2 separate regions of the Oryctolagus cuniculus genome follow, and region 1 is linked to region 2. The links are chromatin contacts, called in public Micro-C maps. All regions are on one chromosome and are shown on one strand. Each heading gives the region's core, a stretch centred on a gene start, on an enhancer-like site or on the middle of the called end of the contact. The rest is flanking DNA. Distances are from core to core; before and after follow the strand shown.

Region 1 (6,118 bases), core at 3,070-5,569, 180 kb after region 2:
TAAATTAAAGGCATACTATTTGCTGTGGGGAGCAGGGCCCGTAGCCCGGGAGACAAATAAGTACAGAGACTATGGACAAATAAGTACTGAAACTACCGAGACTGGACTAGACCACTAAGATGATTAAGACTATGCATCTGATCTCCCACCATATGGCGCTGAGAGGGAATAAACAACTTCCACACAGCTGCCTCACCAATTCGACTAACAAGCTGCAGGAGCTGATCCTGCCCCTGATTGGAGGAGAGCAGCGTGCTCAGCGCGTGGGGAGAGAACGCCAGCAGAGTTGGGATTGGTGGAAGAGGACTATAAAGGAGGAGAGAGCCAACATGCAGGAGGAACATCTGAGCAACCCCTGAGCAACCCCTGAGAGAGCTGGCCGGTGGTGTGCCACTCCTCCGCGAAGTGGCGGAGGTGCCCGCCCCTCCGCGGAGGTGGTGGCGGTGGGGAGCGGCAGCAAACCCGGGAAGGGCCGGAGAAAGAGAACAGCGCAGGGTCTGGTGTCGTTCCTCCACAAGTGGGGGAGCGACAATTTGCAGGTGACGTAATGGTGTACTTAGAAAATCCTAGGAAATCTACAAAAAGCTGAGTTCAGCAAGGTCACAGGATATGAGAAAAACGTAAAAATCAACTGTATTTCCATATGTCAGCAATGAAAATGTAGAAACAAATAAGAAAGACAATACTATTTATAATCATTCCCCAAAAAGCAATACCTAGGAGAAAATATAACAAAACAAATATAAGGCTTCTATGCTAAAACTATAAAGTGTTGATGAAAAATATCAAAGAATATTCCTAAATAAAGAGATTCTGTGTTCATAGATTGGAAGATAGTAATCCTCCCCAAATTAAACAAACATGTTTAATAAAATTACTATTAAAATCTAAGCAATTTATAGACACATATATTTATAAATACAAGATTATTATAAAATTTATATGGAAAGGCCAAGGAACTAGATTATAAGAGGAGAAATAATAACATTGAAGGGAACACTCTACCTGATTTCAGGATTTATTGTTAGTTACCCTCATCATGATTGTAAGATGTTGGTAGAAGGGTAGGTGCATAGCTCAGTGGAACTATAGGAGAGAATTCAGAATTAGCCCCATACAAGTACAGTGAATTTTGACAAAGGTACAATGGAGGAAGAATAGTCTTGTCAACAAGTGGTTGTTGAGCAATTAGATATAAGAAAAATAACCTCTATGTAAGTCTAATGCCTTACACAAAAATGAACTCAAAATGGATTATAAACTGTACAAATCTTAAAACATTTGAGAAAATATTTGGAACCTGGGGCTTAGAAAGAATTCTTAGAGCACTAAATGCATGATCCATCAGTGAAAAAGGGATAAATTGGACATCTTCAAAATTAAAAACTTTTTTCTTTGAGAAAGACTAGGAAGATTGAAAGGCAAACTACAAACTAGGAGAAAGTGTTCCCCAACCACATATCTGGCAATGGACTCATTTGTGGTTAACTTATGACAAGATACTGGTAGCTTTGGGATCCGCAAGGAGGGAAGGCCTACATTTTCAGGAATGGAGAGTCCCTACCCGCACTTCCGGGAACGAAAAGTCTTTGTCAAGGTCCCCGCGGGTGCCTAAAGGTCAACCAACGAGGATCAGACCCGCCTCCACCTCTAACCCCCACGCCCTGTATCTATAAAAGGAGCCCTCCCCACCTCTGACACGCAACTTCCCCGGCCCCCAGCTCTGTTGGGACCGGTGAACCTCGCCTGGGAGTGGAATCTCAATAAAAGCCTATATATTGATTCATCTGGCTGGGAAGATTTGTTACGTGCCGGACACCTTCCAGATACAAGCCAATGAACCCATTGGGAGCTGAAAATATGAGTGTTGAAAGTGTAGTTAGTACATCCAACCTACTGCAGAGAACAGCTTAGCCACACAAGACTTTGCAGAGCACCCGCTGTTTAATTTCATGACTGCAAGGCCAGGGAGGATTGTACTGTGCATCACTAGCCTGGAAAAAGACCCAACTTCAAAACTGAAAGTATAGTTTCTGCTGAATGTGCAGCACTTTTACACCATCATAAAGTAAAAAAAGCAATAGTTTGAACCATCATAAGTCAGAAACCATCTGCCTATAAAAATGCTTCTTAAAGCTCAAGATTAAAAAGTCCATTATTTAAAAATGGACAGGCCAGCGCCATGGCTCACTAGGCTAATCTTCTGCCTGTGGTGCCGGTACTCTGGGTTCTAGCCCTGGTTGGGGCGCCGGTTCTGTTCCGCTCACTCCTCTTCCAGTCCAGCTGTCTGCTGTGGCGCAGGAAGGCAGTGGAGGATGGCCCAAGTCCTTGGGCCCTGCACCCGCATGGGAGACCAGGAGAAGCACCTGGCTCCTGGCTTCGGATTGGCGCAGCGCTGGCCATAGTGGCCATTGGGGGGACGAACCAACGGAAGGAAGACCTTCTAAAAAATGGACAAAAGATTTGAAGAGACATTTCTTTGAAGATCACATACAAATGTTAGAATATGTAACATAAACAACAGTGATGGGACCAAACGTTGGGGAGGGCAGGAAGCTGCGTCTCTCACACACCGCTGACAAGAACATAGCATGATACACTCTGGAAGGTGTTTGGCAATTCAGGATACTCTTACTAAGTGTCCCAGTGGTCACTCCTGGGCATTTATCCTAGAGAAATAAAACCTGTTTACATAAAAACCTGCGTATGATTGTTCACAGGTGCTTTGCTGTAATAGCCTGAAACTGGAAACAACGAAAATATCCTTCAGACGGTGATTGGTTAAACAAACTGTGATCCTCTGGCACCTACCTACCATGTAGCAACACTGACTAATGAGAAGGAACTATGAGTACACTTACAATGATGGATCCCAAAGGCATAGTACGCCAAGTGAAAAAGCCATCCTCAAATGGCCGTATGCCGTATGATTCCATTCGTATAACATTCTTGAAACGGTAAAGTTATGTACATGGAACACAGATGCCTGGTTGTCTGGGTCAGGGATGGTTTGCAAAGGAAGTGGGTGTGGCTGTAAGTGGGTAGCACCTGGGAGCCCTTGTGGTGCCACAACTGTTCCGACGTAGTGGTAGTGGAGGTAACACAAATCTACGCAAGTCCTAAGTCAGGACAGAACTGTACAGAATGTCAACTTCCTGGTTTTGATCCTGTGCTATAAATTAAGGTGTAACCATTGCAGGATGGGTGTGGGGTGCATGGCACCTCTCTATTACTTTCGCAGCTTCTTGTGAACCTGTGATTCTCTGAGAAGTAAAGGTTAAAGAAAGCACAGGACTTCCAGGCCATCATCTCAGCGTTTTCGTTTGCATTGGTTGGAGTGAAATAAAGCAGCTGTGTATTATGCGTGACTCAAGCCGAGTATCACAGTGCAAACAGTTTACCTTCTTAGCACTACTCAGTCCTTAGAAACATCTCTTAATACCAAAGTGTCACACTTGGGAATGTTTTCCTGGCGAGCACAAGGGGACGCACATGTATTTTTGGAATGCTTTTCTTCCTCCTGGGCTAGGGCTGCCTGCAGGCCCTGCCGACGCTCGGGCAGGAGGGACTCCGTGGTCACCCCGGGGCCAGGCCTTTTGCAGCCCACCACCACTGCGGGAGGGGCCCGCGTGCCCTGTCGAAGGAGCGCTTCTTCCCGCTTCCTCAGGACGCGGGAGCGGACGGCCGGGAGGCGCACACGCTTCCTCAGAGCGGCAGACTCATGCCCTACTTCGTACGGGAAGAATTCAAGTCCCCGGGCGGAGGTCAGGGACGCGACCCCGCGGTCCGCAGCGGGCATTTGGGACGTGTGCTCCGCGGGAAGCCGAGGGGAGGCTCCCGTCCCATCCAGCGTCTCCGCAACGTCTGCGGATGCGGAGGACGACCACTGACGGCCGCCCCTCACCAAACGCCGGCCACTGCGAGCCGAGGTCGCTACCCTCCCCGGGGAGAACCCTGTCCCCCACCGCGCATCTTTCGCCGCCGTCTGCGCAGTCTCAGCGAAGCCCCGCCCGCCCTCCGCGCCCCCCGCGCCCCCCCGCCGCCGGGTGACTGTGAAGGGCAGCTCCCGCAGCCAATCAGAACCTGCGCGTTGGGCGCGGGGCACGCTCGGGCTGGAGCAGAGGGTCGGCCGAGGGCGGAGCCCCTTGAGCGATAAGCTTCCTGGCCAATCCTCGGGGGCCTCGCGGCGCCCGCCCCTCCTCCGCCGCGCCACCGCCCTGTGTCGGGCGCCGGGCCGGGTGCGCGGGGAATGTCCCGGGCGGAGCTGGTTGAGACGCTTGCCCCGCTCCACCCGGTACGGCTGTGAGTGCAGGGCCTGGTCCGCCTCGTGCAGAGATGGCTGCGCAGTCAGACAAAGACGTGAAGTACTACACCCTAGAAGAGATTAAGAAGCACAACCACAGCAAAAGCACCTGGCTGATCCTGCACCACAAGGTGTACGATCTGACCAAATTTCTGGAGGAGGTAAGTTGGGGGGCCGGGGGCCGCGTGGCCGGGCTTGGGGGGCTCCCTGTGTCGGCGCCGCACGCCCCGCGGGAGCTGCACCCCTGGTCTGCACAGCTGAGCGCGCTCACCTTGGACGCACCGCTGTCCCGGCTCTGCACCCCTGGGCGGGCGTCTCGGGGAGCCCTGCCCACGGCCGCGCACCTGGGGACGCGCCGAGGACCCTCGCCTGCGTTCCTGCCGCGGGAGCCCCTGTAGCCCCCCGCCCCCCAGTCCTGCCTTGCTGCCAGGTGCTGAGCTGCCCTGCTGTGAGTAGGGTGAGAAGATCCGCTCTGTGCTCGAGTTGGGCTGCGCGGGGTCTCCGCTTTGGTGGGCTTCTCCCTCCCGCGAGCCGCTGGGGACAGCGCGCCGGGGTCCGGGCCGCGCTCCCTGCGCGAGCCGCGCCCGGTGCAGCTTGGCGGCGAGCACGGGCCTGCGGCTTGCTGAAGCCCAGGAAGAGGCCAGGGACCGGGAGTCAAAGTTCGGCGGGTGGGACCCGGGCCTCGTAAAGCAACTTGGCATGCCTGCAAGGGAGAACACTCCCTGTGGTCAGACGTGTTGTTTTTTATGAGATTATCCTTGTCACTGCCCACTCCGAGCGGTGCTTGTCCCTGACCATCTCTGGGACCGCATCACTCTGGGGGAGTTCGAGTCATGAATCTACAGGAAGAATGAGGGACCCCCGGCGCGGGCGCTCCCTTTCCCTGGCTGGCTCTCCAGGTGCCAGGTGCAGCCAGGTCTCCCACGTGGGTGCCAGGAGCCCAGTGACATCGCTGCTGCCTCCCAGGGTCTGTGCCTGTGGGCAGCTGGTGTCGGATGACTGGGTTCGGGACCAGGCCCTCCATGTGGGATGCTCACCGCCCAGCGGTAAATCTTAGGCAGCACTGACCCCCCCCCCCCCCCCCCCCCCGCTGCTTTTACTTCTCCCCAGCTTCCTCCTTTTCCCTTCCTTTGATGGGACCAGCAGTGTTGATTGCAGACCGACCTTGGGCGCAGAAGTGGGCCGTTCTCCTGACTCTCTCCCCTCGCCTTCCTGTCTTTCCCCTTTTGATCAGTAGACTCCAGCAGTCGCAGGGAGTCTTTGCGCGATAAGGAAAGCCCGTGTGTCTTCCCTGCATGACCTCGGCGTGGAAGGTTTTGTTCTTTGTGGCTCTGCAGAGCGTCGAGTTGTTGAGGGCTAGCAGCCTCCTCTGCTCTGAATCCGCCCCTCGCCCCGCGGCCCGGCGTCTCCCCTTCCTTCGAGTACCACGGCCGTCCCTGCACGCCCGCGTCCCTGTGGAGAGATCAGCCAAGGTCCTGCCTGCCACCTGCACTCTGTGCTCAGAGTTCATGTTTGTACAACGGGAGAGTGATGACAGTGCTCACTTCACAGTGCTCCCGGGAGAATCAAACCAAACAACCGCTAGTCAGTCACCCGCCAGGAGGGCTTTGATTCATTTCTAACCCGCTCCCGTGGTAGGGAGGGGTCTGGGCTGGGCGACATGTGCAGCTCGGCGTTTCGGGCGAGTTTCTGGGTAAAGGTGTAAGTGTGGCAGGTGATGTTGAAACAGGAGAGAAGGACACAGGTTGGAGTTCAGCTGTTGTGCAATGTGAGCTCTGCCCTCCTAAACTAAAGCTGTTTTGTTCAGGAGGAAGG
Region 2 (6,266 bases), core at 3,489-5,988:
AATCACCAAGCAGAAGAACCAAGGTCAACCTAGACTTGCCACACTCTGCCCTTAAGGGGACTGTAAACTCTGAAAATAAACAGCATGAAACATACGATTAACACGGGGCTGAAATCATCCGAAATTAAATTCCTGGAGTAGTGACCAGAGAATGCTCACTGAGAAGACAAAGAGGACAAGCCATTCTCATCCATCAGAGGCCTGCGTTACAATGCAGCCGCGCCCAGCTCCCTTGCGTACAGCTCTCCCACCCCACCGCGAAGCCTGGGGCACAGTGCTGGCTGGCTGGCTGGCTGGCTGGCGGCTCATGGGATGGTTACATCCGTGTGGGTAAAGTGCAACTTCCTCATTTGCACTCCCTGATTTCTGCAAGAGGATCTCCACTCCTCGCTGAGAATGGCTTTTCCATTAACTCAGTTCTCACTGCAGGAAAACGCTGAGTATCACAGAACCTTTGCCCCGTCCTCACAAGCCGCCACGGCTGAATCAGGCCCTTCCCCGTTTCTGAGCCGAGATGCTGACGCCTCACCTTTTGCTTTCCGATGTTCACCAGCTCCACTGAGCCGCCCAGCTGCTGGATGTCGGCCGCGGCCACTTCCATCATCCTGCTGATCTCCCCTCGCTTCTCCGGCCACGCCGACACGCTCTGGATGGCCACCCATTTTGCGAGTTTCTGTTGTGGACAGCAAGCACAAGGGGGTTTTTGAAGCGGTGCTCCTTAGGGGAGAAAGGTACGCATAGTAATTCTGCCGTGTTCCAGGCACGCCACGCTGACCTGCCCGTGTTGAACATTTTGGAGAAACAGACCCTTCTCCTTGGCTTTTTGCTTAAGATTTTAAAACTGCACTGATTCTGTATTCAGAACTAGAGCCTAACAGAAAAACAGCAGACTGTATTTTTTTTTTTTTTTTGAGTTAGACAGTGAGAGAGAGAGAGAGAGACAGAGAGAAAGGTCTTCCTTTTTCCGTTGGTTCACTCCCCAAGTGACCACTACGGCCGGCACGTTGTGTCGATCCGAAGCCAGGAGCCAGGTGCTTCCCCTGGTCTCCCACGCAGGTGCAGGGCCCAAGGACCCGGGCCATCCTCCACTGCACTCCCTGGCCACAGCAGAGAGCTGGACTGGAAGAGGAGCAACCGGGACAGAATCCGGTGCCCCAACCGGGACTAGAACCCGGGGTGCTGGCGCTGCAGGTGGAGGATTAGCCTAGTGAGCTGCGGCGCCGGCACCAGACTATGTTTTTTTAACCATTAAGAATGCAGTAAAGTAAACTGTTAAAAGACAAGCTAGAATCTGAATCTAACAAAGTTACGACTGAAGGCACAGAAAATTCTCAACATTGTTACACAGCCCAAGTTAGCCTATTTATCATCTTGACAATGTTCAAGTTTCCCAAACTATAATTTTTAGAGTAAGAATTCTAAAAATCGCATCTGAAATGTGTGCACCAAGAATAACTCCATAACATGATTTTTTAAGTTAATGTCACAAAGCAGAGTAATATAAAACGTGACCGCCTCACGATATGCTAAACAGAGTGGAGATTAAACAAGACTCTCACATTAGTTTTGCTGTACTGGAAGCATATACTCACACTTCCTGGCGAAAATCAAACGTGAAAGTCAGTGTAATAAGAAGGGATTCCTGGGTGGCGTTCTCAAACCCTGGACTTGAACAGTGTGATTCCTCTGAGCCCAGTCTTACAGCTCCTTTTACCTGGATGTAGCGCTCCTGGTTGTCATCAATGTACTGGAACAGGGTCTTGAGGGCCGACATCCTTCAGCCGCACGGCACACCTCGGAGATTCCTGGAAGGAAGAGCAACCGGTCAGTCCTGCCTTCAGGTAAAGACTGGTGGCAACTGGCCTGGCAGGCGCTCCGGGGCTGGGAGCAGTGCAGCAGGGCTCCGCCCTCCAGCCCGCATGGCTACGCCCTCATCACAGGACATTCCGGGAAGTGACTGGGGCTTCAGCGACAAAGCTAGGCTTGGATGGAACTACCCCGCTTCCCCCCGAAGGAAACTCCACAAAACTGCAGGCAGAGGCAGGCAGGCAGCGGCAGGGGGGTGGGGGAGGCGGGCGAGCCGGCTGCAAAGCCCAGGAGGAAGTGCCCAGTAGCGCCGATTTATTCACAGGGAACCTTCCACTTCCTACTGCCCCAGAGAAGACAGTCACCTCGGCACACCTCGTGTCTTCAGCCACAAGCCCGCAACACAGCCAACACAGCCCATGGAAGGCTACGAGCTCTGAAGTGGGTGCTCTTGGTCCTCCAACAGCACAGGCTGAGGGCAGCGTGCCAAATGTGCGGCCGGGGGGGGGGGGGCAAGGGGGTAGGGGACTCTTCTTTTTGCCAAGGGGCCATTTGGATATTCACAACATCGTTCACAGGCCACACAACATTATCGACTCAAAAACCGGCCGCTACGGGTCTGCTGCGTTTCCAGCCCGCCGGGGGCTGCCTCGGCAGGGCCGGACCAGGTGTGCCCGAGGGCTGGATGCTGCCTATGCTGTCCTGCAGGAACACAAGACGGGAGCGGCCGCTGACCCGCAGCCTGCGGGACACACCTCCTACACTGGTTTTCCATGCCGGACACCTAGCAGCTTCTGCAGCACCTGACAGTACGGGGGAGAAGAAGCCATGTTCTTAAGAATCGAAAGGAATTCGAAGCGAAAACGTAATTCTGGGGCTGAGACGTTCAAAGCCGGCTCAGTCCCTTTCTTCGGCTGACGGTCTGGAGTCCCGTTAGGGGTGAGACTCACGGTGGTGGCAGGTCTGGGCTAGTGACGCAGCAGCGCGGCTGGGACCCCGGGTGCATCGCAGCCACAGCTGCAGGGCCGCCCGCGTGGGTGCCGGGTGAATGCCACGCACGGACACACCGCCGCTAAAGAGCTTTCTGTTCTTTGTGTGGGACCCCAGAGAGAGCTCTAAATGGACAGGTGATTTTCCCCAAGCCTGGCAGCCGCCTGGCAGGCCCAGGAAGCTTCCCCAGCTGCGCGCACAGTCATGAAGTCGTGTGAATTCTGTGTGGGCAGGAGCTCCGACGACTAAGCTCCTAGTGCCCTCTTGCCCCCCTTCGAACGCCAGCAGCAGGGCAGGACATGCCTGCACACCTCCCCGCCCACTCACGTGACTCAGTGGAGGCGCTGGAAAAAGCAGAGTCCACTGCTGATGTTGCAGACATCTTACAGCTGCCAACACGTCACACTCTCATCCATCAGTCAGCAAAAATGTACGCACACACACACGCACACACACACACACACGCTACCTGTTTGCATGAAACGCACACATGCAAGCGACCTGTTTGCAGGATGAAACGCTGCTGTTGGGGCTTCTCACTTGGGTTTGTAAAGTACCACAAATCCCACATCCATGAGACACATTCTTACTACCAGTAAGTTCTCTGTAGTCAAATTAACCCACGGCCTTGCAGCTGAAGGCACTCAACGATACAATGATCCAAAGTGCAAGTGCGCTTTCTACCGCAGGAGACAGAACAAAGGCCGGCCTGTTCCGCTACCCAGGCAGCCGCCGGGCGGGCGGGGGAAGAGGCAGCCGCTCCTCCCAACGCTGACTCCAGCCACTGGGCCCGGGTCCTCCCAACGCTGACTCCAGCCACTGGGCCCGGGGTCAGGCAGCCCGCTCTCCGTGTTTCACCCCCGACCCCAGCACCAAAGTCAGATGGACCCACTGTCCTCTTCCCTGGTGGAGCTGACAGCAAAATGCTGGGCTGCAAAGAAGCAAATCTTAGCCCACGCCTCCCTCTTTAAAGCTCCCGGGTTCTCTCAGCGCTGGGAATCCCAATGCTGTTCCTCATCAGCTCAAGGTATACAGTAGATAACGAATCACGGCTTCAGTCTATGTAAAAGCCACCAGAACGCGGGTGGGGCTTCCCACCTGTCTTCCTAGAAATCCACCCCAAACATACTGTGAACCGATCTGTCCTCTCCCCTCCTCCCACACAGGCCCCAGGCAGGTCCCGTGCACCAGGACGGCTCTCCAGAAACCAACCTGGGCAGCGAGCGCAGGCTGGGGGCCCTGGCTGCGAGGCCCAGGGACTCCAGGACGACAGCGCAGGCGGACCGAGTGCCGTCGCCCATTTCACAGATACAGAGACTGAGGCCGATGCAATGCGAGACCTGCCCGCATCAGCAAGCCGGCCAGGGATCCGGGTCTCCCCTCAGGGGCTCCAGCCTCCGGGCCTACACGCTGGTGCAGGGGGCACTCCTGGGTGCAGGGAGCCTGGAGTTGTCGGCAGGCCCGCCCTGCAGGCTCCCCGCAACCCCACCTCGCCTCGGGGCGCCCCGCTCCAGACCCCGCCCCCAGGAGTCGCGCAGGCCTGAACCCGGGGCTGTCCAGGTCATCGCGACGACCCGGGGGACCGAGACGGAGGTAGGGGTCCCTGCCGAGGGGCCGCCTCGCCCCAGGGACTTCCGGGGCGGCCCCCTGCCCCAGGAACAGCGCGGCCTCCACAGTTCCGGCCTGCCGAGGCCGACAGCAGGCCGGCCGCACAGGAACGAGGCGCGAGCCCGTCGCCTGGCCGGGGCCCTCGCAGCCCGGCCCGCTCCCCGACTCGGGCCGCCCACCGGGACAAAGAGGCAGCGGGAAGGCTCCGCGAAGAAGGTCCGCTTACCGGCGGCAGGCGCGGCGCGGCTTCCGTACCACGTGTCCCCGGCCACGCCCCTGGGCCCGCCCCGCCCACCGACGCCCCGCCTCGCCTGGAGGGCCGACGTCACCCTCCCGTCCACCAATCCCCGGTTTCGCCGTGAGGACCGACGTCGCCCCGCCCCTCCGCGTCGAGAGGCACAGGGAGGGACGTGCGTGCGTGCGTGCGTGCGTGAGGAGGCGTGTGGCCGCGGGTGTACCCGTCCGGCGAGGTCCGGCGAGGTCCGGCGAGGTCCGGCGAGGTCCGGCGAGGTCCGGCGAGGTCCGGCGAGGTCCGGCGAGGTCCGGCGAGGTCCGGCTCGTGGCGTGGGGTGTGCGATCCTGGGCCCACCCTGGGGGCGGTCGCTGTCGCTCCGCGGCCCGCTGACGTGGCGCTGCCCCGCGTGATGACTTGTTTTTTAATACAAGTTTGCTGGTTCCAAGCCGGTGCGATCCCAGGCCTGAGGGTCAAGGTGGCGCCGGGGAGCTGCCCAGCCCCCTCCAGGGCCTGGGTCCGAGGCCGTCGGATTCCCCGGGGGGCTCAGGGTTTCTCGCTGGTGCTTGTGAGCCCAGCCCGGAGGAGGTGGGCGTTGCGGAGTGACCTCGCTCTGCTCGTCTCTGCCTCTCCAAGCGGTCGTTCTTTGCATTTGAGTGTATTACACATTCGGGTAAAGAACTCTTAGATGTTAGGAGGCAAAGTTTATTGGCGATACAACCTTCCATGCTATCAACTGGGCTTTGAACAAAGTGGTTCAGGTATCCATATGTGAAAGGCTTGCTGGAGTGAGACAGGGTTCGGTGAGAACCACAGCAGAAGGAAGTGATGTAGCGTAGAATCCATAGCCCGCTACAGTTTATCAAAATGCGATGGGTACGTGGTGGGGATGAAACGAGCAAGGGTTGTGTTGACAAGAGCCGGGAGGAGGCTTGGGCCCAAGTGAGACGAATGCGTTAACAATATTTCATCGTGGTTTGCAAGAATTAGTGAAGAGGCTTCTCCTGTGAATCTGAGTAAATATTAAGAAAATAATAAATTCACCCTTAAGGTAGAACCCTTTTACTTGAAAAATGTTGGTGGAAGGTAGAACATTCTAGAGCCTGGTTCTGGAAATGCAAAATGTGCCCTGTGTCCTTGACTGGGGCGGGGGGTGTCATCCAAGAATACAGTGTGGCACTTGGGGTTGTCCCTTTGTAACAGGCTAGGCCTTGAAAGGGCTGCTCACCATACACAGCTTAGAACAGCGCCTGGCCCAGAGAAGGTGCAGTTACCTGCTGGTCACAGTGGGCAGGATTCGTAAGCAGAGAGGCCTGGTGGGAACACAGGCCGGCTCCCCGCTCTGCCGCGCCCAGGCCTGGCCGCTCTAGGGCAGGGCTCCTGTGGATCTGGCCGTTGGGAATCCATGTCCTGGTGGCTCTCTGGGCGCCCTTTAGAAAGTCGTTTTTCAAGCTGAAGACCCCGGCCTCAGCAGTGCCTTGGTTAAGTAAGTGAGCTAGCATTCGAGCCCCAGTGTGTGCAGCCCTGAACCTCCAGCAGGTGGCCCTGCACACCCACCTCTCCTCTGCGGACACGCCTTCAGCATCGGGAGCTGGGTGTCTCTGCTTCTCTGCGGGAGCTGCGGAGCACG

Evidence for each region. Hi-C and Micro-C count contacts between places; a contact is called where the count stands out from the background.
Region 1: a Micro-C map of ear pinna shows a contact between it and region 2, with 4 times the contacts expected there. The contact joins the promoter of CYB5A here to the promoter of CNDP2 in region 2. A contact is called at or near these places in 2 of 6 Hi-C or Micro-C datasets (ear pinna and an unstated tissue).

What each region holds. Positions count from the first base shown.
Region 1 is chr10:4,461,305-4,467,422 of mOryCun1.1, forward strand. CYB5A (cytochrome b5 type A) reads left to right here and starts at 4,320. Exons shown (of 6, transcript NM_001171263.1): 1 at 4,320-4,464. The coding sequence starts at 4,336.
Region 2 is chr10:4,280,663-4,286,928 of mOryCun1.1, forward strand. CNDP2 (carnosine dipeptidase 2) reads right to left here and starts at 4,739. Exons shown (of 12, transcript XM_008261467.4): 1 at 4,631-4,739; 2 at 1,715-1,805; 3 at 530-673. The coding sequence starts at 1,774.